Linked DNA regions of Mus musculus: region 1 is linked to region 2. The links are chromatin contacts, called in public promoter capture Hi-C maps. All regions are on one chromosome and are shown on one strand. The core of a region is the stretch at or near the end of the contact, and the rest is flanking DNA. Distances in the headings are between cores, read along the strand shown. Region 1 holds the start of Slc25a3 (solute carrier family 25 (mitochondrial carrier, phosphate carrier), member 3). Region 2 overlaps Anks1b (ankyrin repeat and sterile alpha motif domain containing 1B).

The links. Promoter capture Hi-C pulls out the DNA fragments that hold promoters and counts their contacts.
Region 1: a promoter capture Hi-C map of liver shows a contact between it and region 2, with 4 times the contacts expected there. The contact joins the promoter of Slc25a3 here to the enhancer-like site in region 2. A contact is called at or near these places in 21 of 39 promoter capture datasets (the 3T3-L1 cell line, 3T3-L1-derived adipocytes, the C10 cell line and 11 more), 2 of 15 datasets of contacts at CTCF or cohesin (large pre-B cells and pro-B cells), 30 of 484 Hi-C or Micro-C datasets (the AML12 cell line, B cells, CD4 T cells and 21 more), 21 of 115 datasets of contacts at active chromatin or transcription factors (the 230-238 cell line, astrocytes, craniofacial prominence and 11 more) and 2 of 9 other capture datasets (adipose tissue and embryonic stem cells).

Annotation. Positions count from the first base shown.
Region 1 is chr10:91,122,595-91,125,294 of GRCm38.p6, forward strand. Slc25a3 (solute carrier family 25 (mitochondrial carrier, phosphate carrier), member 3) reads right to left here and starts at 1,373. Exons shown (of 8, transcript NM_133668.4): 1 at 1,322-1,373; 2 at 964-1,112. The coding sequence starts at 1,108.
Region 2 is chr10:90,727,297-90,729,996 of GRCm38.p6, forward strand. All of the region lies in intron 17 of Anks1b (ankyrin repeat and sterile alpha motif domain containing 1B), which reads left to right. Among named protein-coding and RNA genes, the nearest start is that of Apaf1, 350 kb to the right of the region's middle. Within about 2 kb of position 1,270, at least 33 of the 459 cell types and tissues checked have an H3K27ac peak or open chromatin away from gene starts, as enhancers often do. A contact at or near this core is called in cerebral cortex, liver and pro-B cells, where this site is marked.

The DNA of each region.
Region 1 (2,700 bases), core at 123-2,622, 400 kb after region 2:
AGTTACTAAGAGCACCCTCCAAGGACAGCCCAAAATCAAAAAGAGCACTTAACATGTGCAAAGCTTGCTAACTTTAACGTTTGCTCCAGCTATTAACCAACTACTCACTTATGAACTAAGTAAGTCATACCTAGTTCCTGCAGTCAAAAACATACAAAGATTTGCTTTAGCTTTTGAAATCAGAGGAAAACGATAGGAGATAGTGAAAAGGAGTTTTCTAATCACGTTTAAGACGCATGAAGCACATGAATGACTGGGGTGTGGGTGGGGACTTCTGTTTTACACACACAATGTAGGTAACGTTTCTCTTGAGGCCTATAATTCAGCTTTCGGGTTTCTCTTGTACTTATGTTCCACTAGGATTTAAAACATACAGTTATTGAGTCACCCAGCTCAAATCCCAAAAACATAAACTCAAAGGAATGCACACCTCATATAATCTGCAAGTCACCTCCTTCACCAACCAGTAGCACAAAAGGAAGAGATTCCCAACCCCATTACCTCATATACAATTAAATGAAAAGATAAAACTTGGGAAAGGAGATCAAAGGAGAGTTTTCCAGGTAATTTTTAAAAAGGCAAGTCAAATAAACGTTATGGAGTTGCAACTGTGTCTGGCTAGTGGTTAAAAAGAGATTTTACCCAGTATACTTGGCTGACCAAGCGGGCTCACGGGGGAAGATAAAGAAGTTGGTTACCACCTCTCTGCCTCTACTCCCTTCGGGACACGGAGGTCACTGAGTGGCGCTGGGCCTGGGCCCTTCCACGCCCTTGAGGGAGGGCCAAGGATCCGACAGCGGCCTAGGGTGTCAGAGTTGCCATCCCAGGGTCAGCGAGAGACCGGTCCTCGGGTCCAGGGCTGAAGCGTCCTTCCCCGACCTCCAGTTCCTGCCCAGGACTCGGGAGGCAGAGCAGGGGGGCAGCATGTAACCAGCGCTCCCACAGGGCAGGGTGCGACCTCACCTTCCACGGCGGCGGCGGCCAGGTGGCGGGAACGCCGGGGCGGAGCTGGGGGACTGCGGGGACCCGACAGGCCATCGTGCACCAGCTGCAGGTGTGGCGCGTTGAAGGGGTTCGCCCGCGCCAGGTGCGCTACGGACGAGAACATCCTCCTGCGGGGGAGACAGAGGGCGGAGGTGAGAGAGACCCGGCGCCGGGCAATGTCACCGGAGCCCCGCGAGACATGCCCGGCTCTGCGCCCTTGAGGAGGTCACAGCTTCTTCCCCAGGGACGCCAAGCCCGGCCGGGCCCACGGCCAAGGCGGCGGCCACAAGGGACTCAAGGCTCCGCGCCGCGGCGAGGCCCGGTCGCGCTCACTTGCCTAAGATGGCGAACACCCAACCGCTCGCTGGGCAAGGTTGCGGCTCACAGAGGCCGAATGTCCTCCCGGCCCGAAGATCCGTGCCCTTCGCGCGGCGTCACCGTGACGCACGCAGAGCGTCACTGCGCCACGCGCCTCTCATTTGCGGAGAGGAGCGCAGAACCTGGACGTCATCGCGTCCTCCTAGCAACCCTATCCCCGCCCACGTCCAACCCCAGCCCTTCCGGCCCTGCTAGTGCGCAGGAGGATTCCTACTGCGCAGGCGCAGATCCAAAGCGCCCTCCTCCCCCACTCCCCTTTTTTTTTTAAAGTGTAGTCTTGGCCTTGGACGGGCAGGTGACCTACTCACTCTGTCCCTTCACCTTCCGGTGTTTTCTCCTTGGCGCCAGGAATTTTTACATGTCTTTAAGTGATTGCGGGCATAAACTTTTAAAGACATGAATGCTTAAGTGATACGTTATTCAGGTATGGAAGCTAGGATATCACTACAAGATCTTTGATCGGAATTCCTGCCATCATCGGACTTTTCAGAAAAAAATTCCATCACACTGACTTTTGACATAGGCATGTCTAAATTTTCCACCAAGTTCTGGTGGAAAGGATATACAGGAAGAACTCATACAATACATAAAACTGCTTCTGCCTCACAGAATGTCCATGGCCCCTGAGAACAGTCAGTCAAGGCTTCGTTCCTGGAGGCACAGGCATGCGCTGACATGAAAGTAACCGATGAACTGTGTGCGTGTAAGACAGGACTGTGTGTACTTCAGACATTTACAAGATCATCATCACTCTGATGTCAACAAGCGGGGGCCAAGTTCCACGAGGGAGAGTTTAGAAGCAATCAAACCTGTTGTAATTCTTGCGTTTAACATTTTCCTGGGACGTTTATCTCATCTTTATTAAGCCTTTTTATCTAACCCAAGACACCACTAGAGCTGGCTCCTGTATTGACTATTGTAGTTATACTAAGTCTACCTCTGCAGTCAGTGCTCTGCTGTGTCCTTTAAAAATTCTTAACATTTACAAACAAAAGACATTTTCATTCATTTTGCCCTAGGTCCTTCAAATTATGTAATTGGTCCTGGATAGAAGAAATACTTTTAGAGTTTATGAAACATCAAGAAGATGTAAAAAAAAAAAAAATGTTTACAAAACATCTTTCAGAGGTCTGGTACTTGATTCCTAGTACCCACCTTGATTCTAGCTCCAGGGGATCTGACACCATCTTCTGGCCTCTATAGGCACCTGCACTCATGCACACACACACACACACACACAGACCACCACCACCACCACCACCACCACCACCACCATTTTTTAAAAAACCTTTAAAGATGAAATTTATAAAACATTTTTCATAAAAAACTGAAGAGGTT
Region 2 (2,700 bases), core at 20-2,519:
GAGGAAGTGTGTCACTGTAGGGGTAGGCTTTTGAGACCCTCTTCCTAGCCACATGGAGACAGTCTGCTCCTGGCTTCTTTTGGATTGAAGACATAGAGCTTTCAGCTCCTTCTCCAGTGCCATACCTGCCTGGAAGCTGCTATTCTCCCGCCTTGATGATAATGGACTGAACCTCTGAACCTGTAAGCCAGCGCCAATTAAATGTTGTCCCTTATAAGAGTTGCCTTGGTCATGGTGTCTCCTCACAGCATTGGAAACCCTAATTAAAACATATGCTATGATAACACTAAATATTATTTTAAAGAAGCCCTTTGGCCCTACCACTTGCTCCAAAGAGTGATCGCTCATTGTTCCTGAGTCTTGCTCTGTGCTGGCTGCAGCCACCTTTGTGCCTGACTCCTCCTCTGCAGTGGACTACAGCAGCTTTCTAGCTAGAGTCTGGATTTCTTTCTCACTGGCTGCCCTACCATGTCAGATGCAGCCATAGACATGGAAGAGGAGGAGGAGGAAGAGGAAGAGGAAGAGGAGGAGGAGGAAGGGAGGGAGGGAAGGAGGAAGGAGGGACAAAGAGGAAAGAAAGAGGAAACGGAAGAAGGAAGCTGTTGAGGATGTTGAAGATGGACGAGATGAGCTGAAGATGGAAGTACTAATGAGAAACATGGGGAGTAGGGGGCAGACAATGAGATTGATGTGGAAGAGGAAGGGTGGGATGGAAGAGCAGGAACTGTTAGTAAACTCGGGAGCAACAGTTTGCACATCACATGCTTCTAATGACAGACCGCCAGGTCCATCCATGTGCCCTTCCCAGGCAGTGCTAGCCACAGAGCACACTCCTAGCCTGAAGCCACCATCTGCCAACTATTTCAACTACCCACAAGTCAGGACAGAAACATCTCTCTGCACCCCTTATGTCCGGCCTTTTCTTCTGATGCCTAATAATAAATAAATCATGTGTAGAAGGATGTCACCTTTGACCTAGCAGCCGAATTTGCTAAAACGTTGTACTTTGTAACCTTTTGTATTTCACCAAAGTCCTTTCTCCCAGAACACTTATTTCTCCGACCCAAATTACAGTCTAATATATGTAACATCTGCCATGACTACCAAGATACAGAGGCCGAGCTGGCTCAGTGACAGGACACTGGGTACAATGTAGCCACATGAGCTACTCTGTTCCAAAAAGTGAAATTGAATGTAAACCCAGTTTATGTGCCCAGGGATTCGCGCAAAGGTCACAGTGTAATTCGTCAGCTGTGCTCTGTGGAGTTCACCCTGCTCACCAAAAGGCTGGGCTCCGCGGTGGATACAGCTGCCAAGCTGTTCACCTTGCTCGTTGACTTTCCTGGAAAATTGAAAGCTTCCAGATGCCTATCGGGTGTCTTGTCTCTGCAGCCAACTGACTGTTGGTGCTTCCTTCCGCTTGCAGCAGTATGCTGGGGGCTTTGGGGGGGTGGCGGGGGGTTGGCAGACACGGGCTTCCCTTCAGGAGCCAGAGACAGCTTTATCTGTTGGAGATTAACTATTACTATTTCTGCTATGACCCACAAGGAGACCGCAACCAATGATCTCACTTCAAGGCTTCTGTCAGCGCTGTAATTCAGCAGCGGTGGCCGAAGGTAAAAGTTGTGTGCAGTAATTGAAATGTCCACTAGGTGGGTCTGGTGTTCTTCCAACCAGAAAGCAGGCGGCACCAGGAAGGCTGGCTCCATCTTTCTTGTTGCAAAGGTTTAAAAAGGGGGGGCCGGGGGAGGGGGGCTGGAGGAGGGGGGCTGGGGGAGGAAGGGGAGTAGGAAAATGTGTCTGGGGCTGTGGTTTTAATATTCATCCTAGATTACATGGGATGGATTATTGTTGGTAGCCATTCATCTGAGCCCATGAAGATCGTTCCTTGCCTCCTTTTTACATAGATGCATGTGAAGCCTACATCTATATTTTAACCTTATTTTTTTTATGATTAAGAAACCATATTAATTGATGTCCCTGTGTTCGGATGGCATGCGCGCTGCCATTTTCTCATCGCTGCTTTGACAAGTCCCTTCACCACCAAAGGCACAAGTTTCCAGTAAAATGATATATTTTTCTTTTGTGAAGCTTTTCTTCCATTCAAAGCTCCACGGTTGTGTTTAACATTCCCAGCAGCTGTTCTCAGTGTGATCTTCAGTAACCTCTGAAAAACATGATTCAGGTTTACAGAACTCCTCTCTTAATCCTTGTCAGAAAACCTCCTCTTACACTTTAGGGTACAATAGTCAATAAAGCGGACTTTTAAACCACCCCGGGTCACCCCGGCTTAAGAGACCACTTCAAATTCTTAATCTGTTTTCCAGTTTCGCATTACTTCCTCCAGCTCGCGTCGAGCTTATGTTTAAGTATCATCATGAAATGTCAGATGTTTTCCTGCAAAGCACTGTGGGAAAATCCCCATGGTGCCAAACACAGTGCTGAGTTCTCAGAGCAGGCAGGACAGGTGACAGCTGTTCTCTTCCCACCCTACCGGAAACAGGCACAAGGACAGGTTCCATACAGAACACCAGACGCAGAATCCACCTGCCCTTGAAAACACCAACCGGGAGCAACTAAGAGGTGTTGGTAAGCATCAACATAGATCACTTGAAAGTCTGACTCCTTTTTTCTTTTCCTTCATTTTAAGTGAAAAGAAGCATGGTCAAATCTCAAATGAATATTGAGATGAACCGTTTC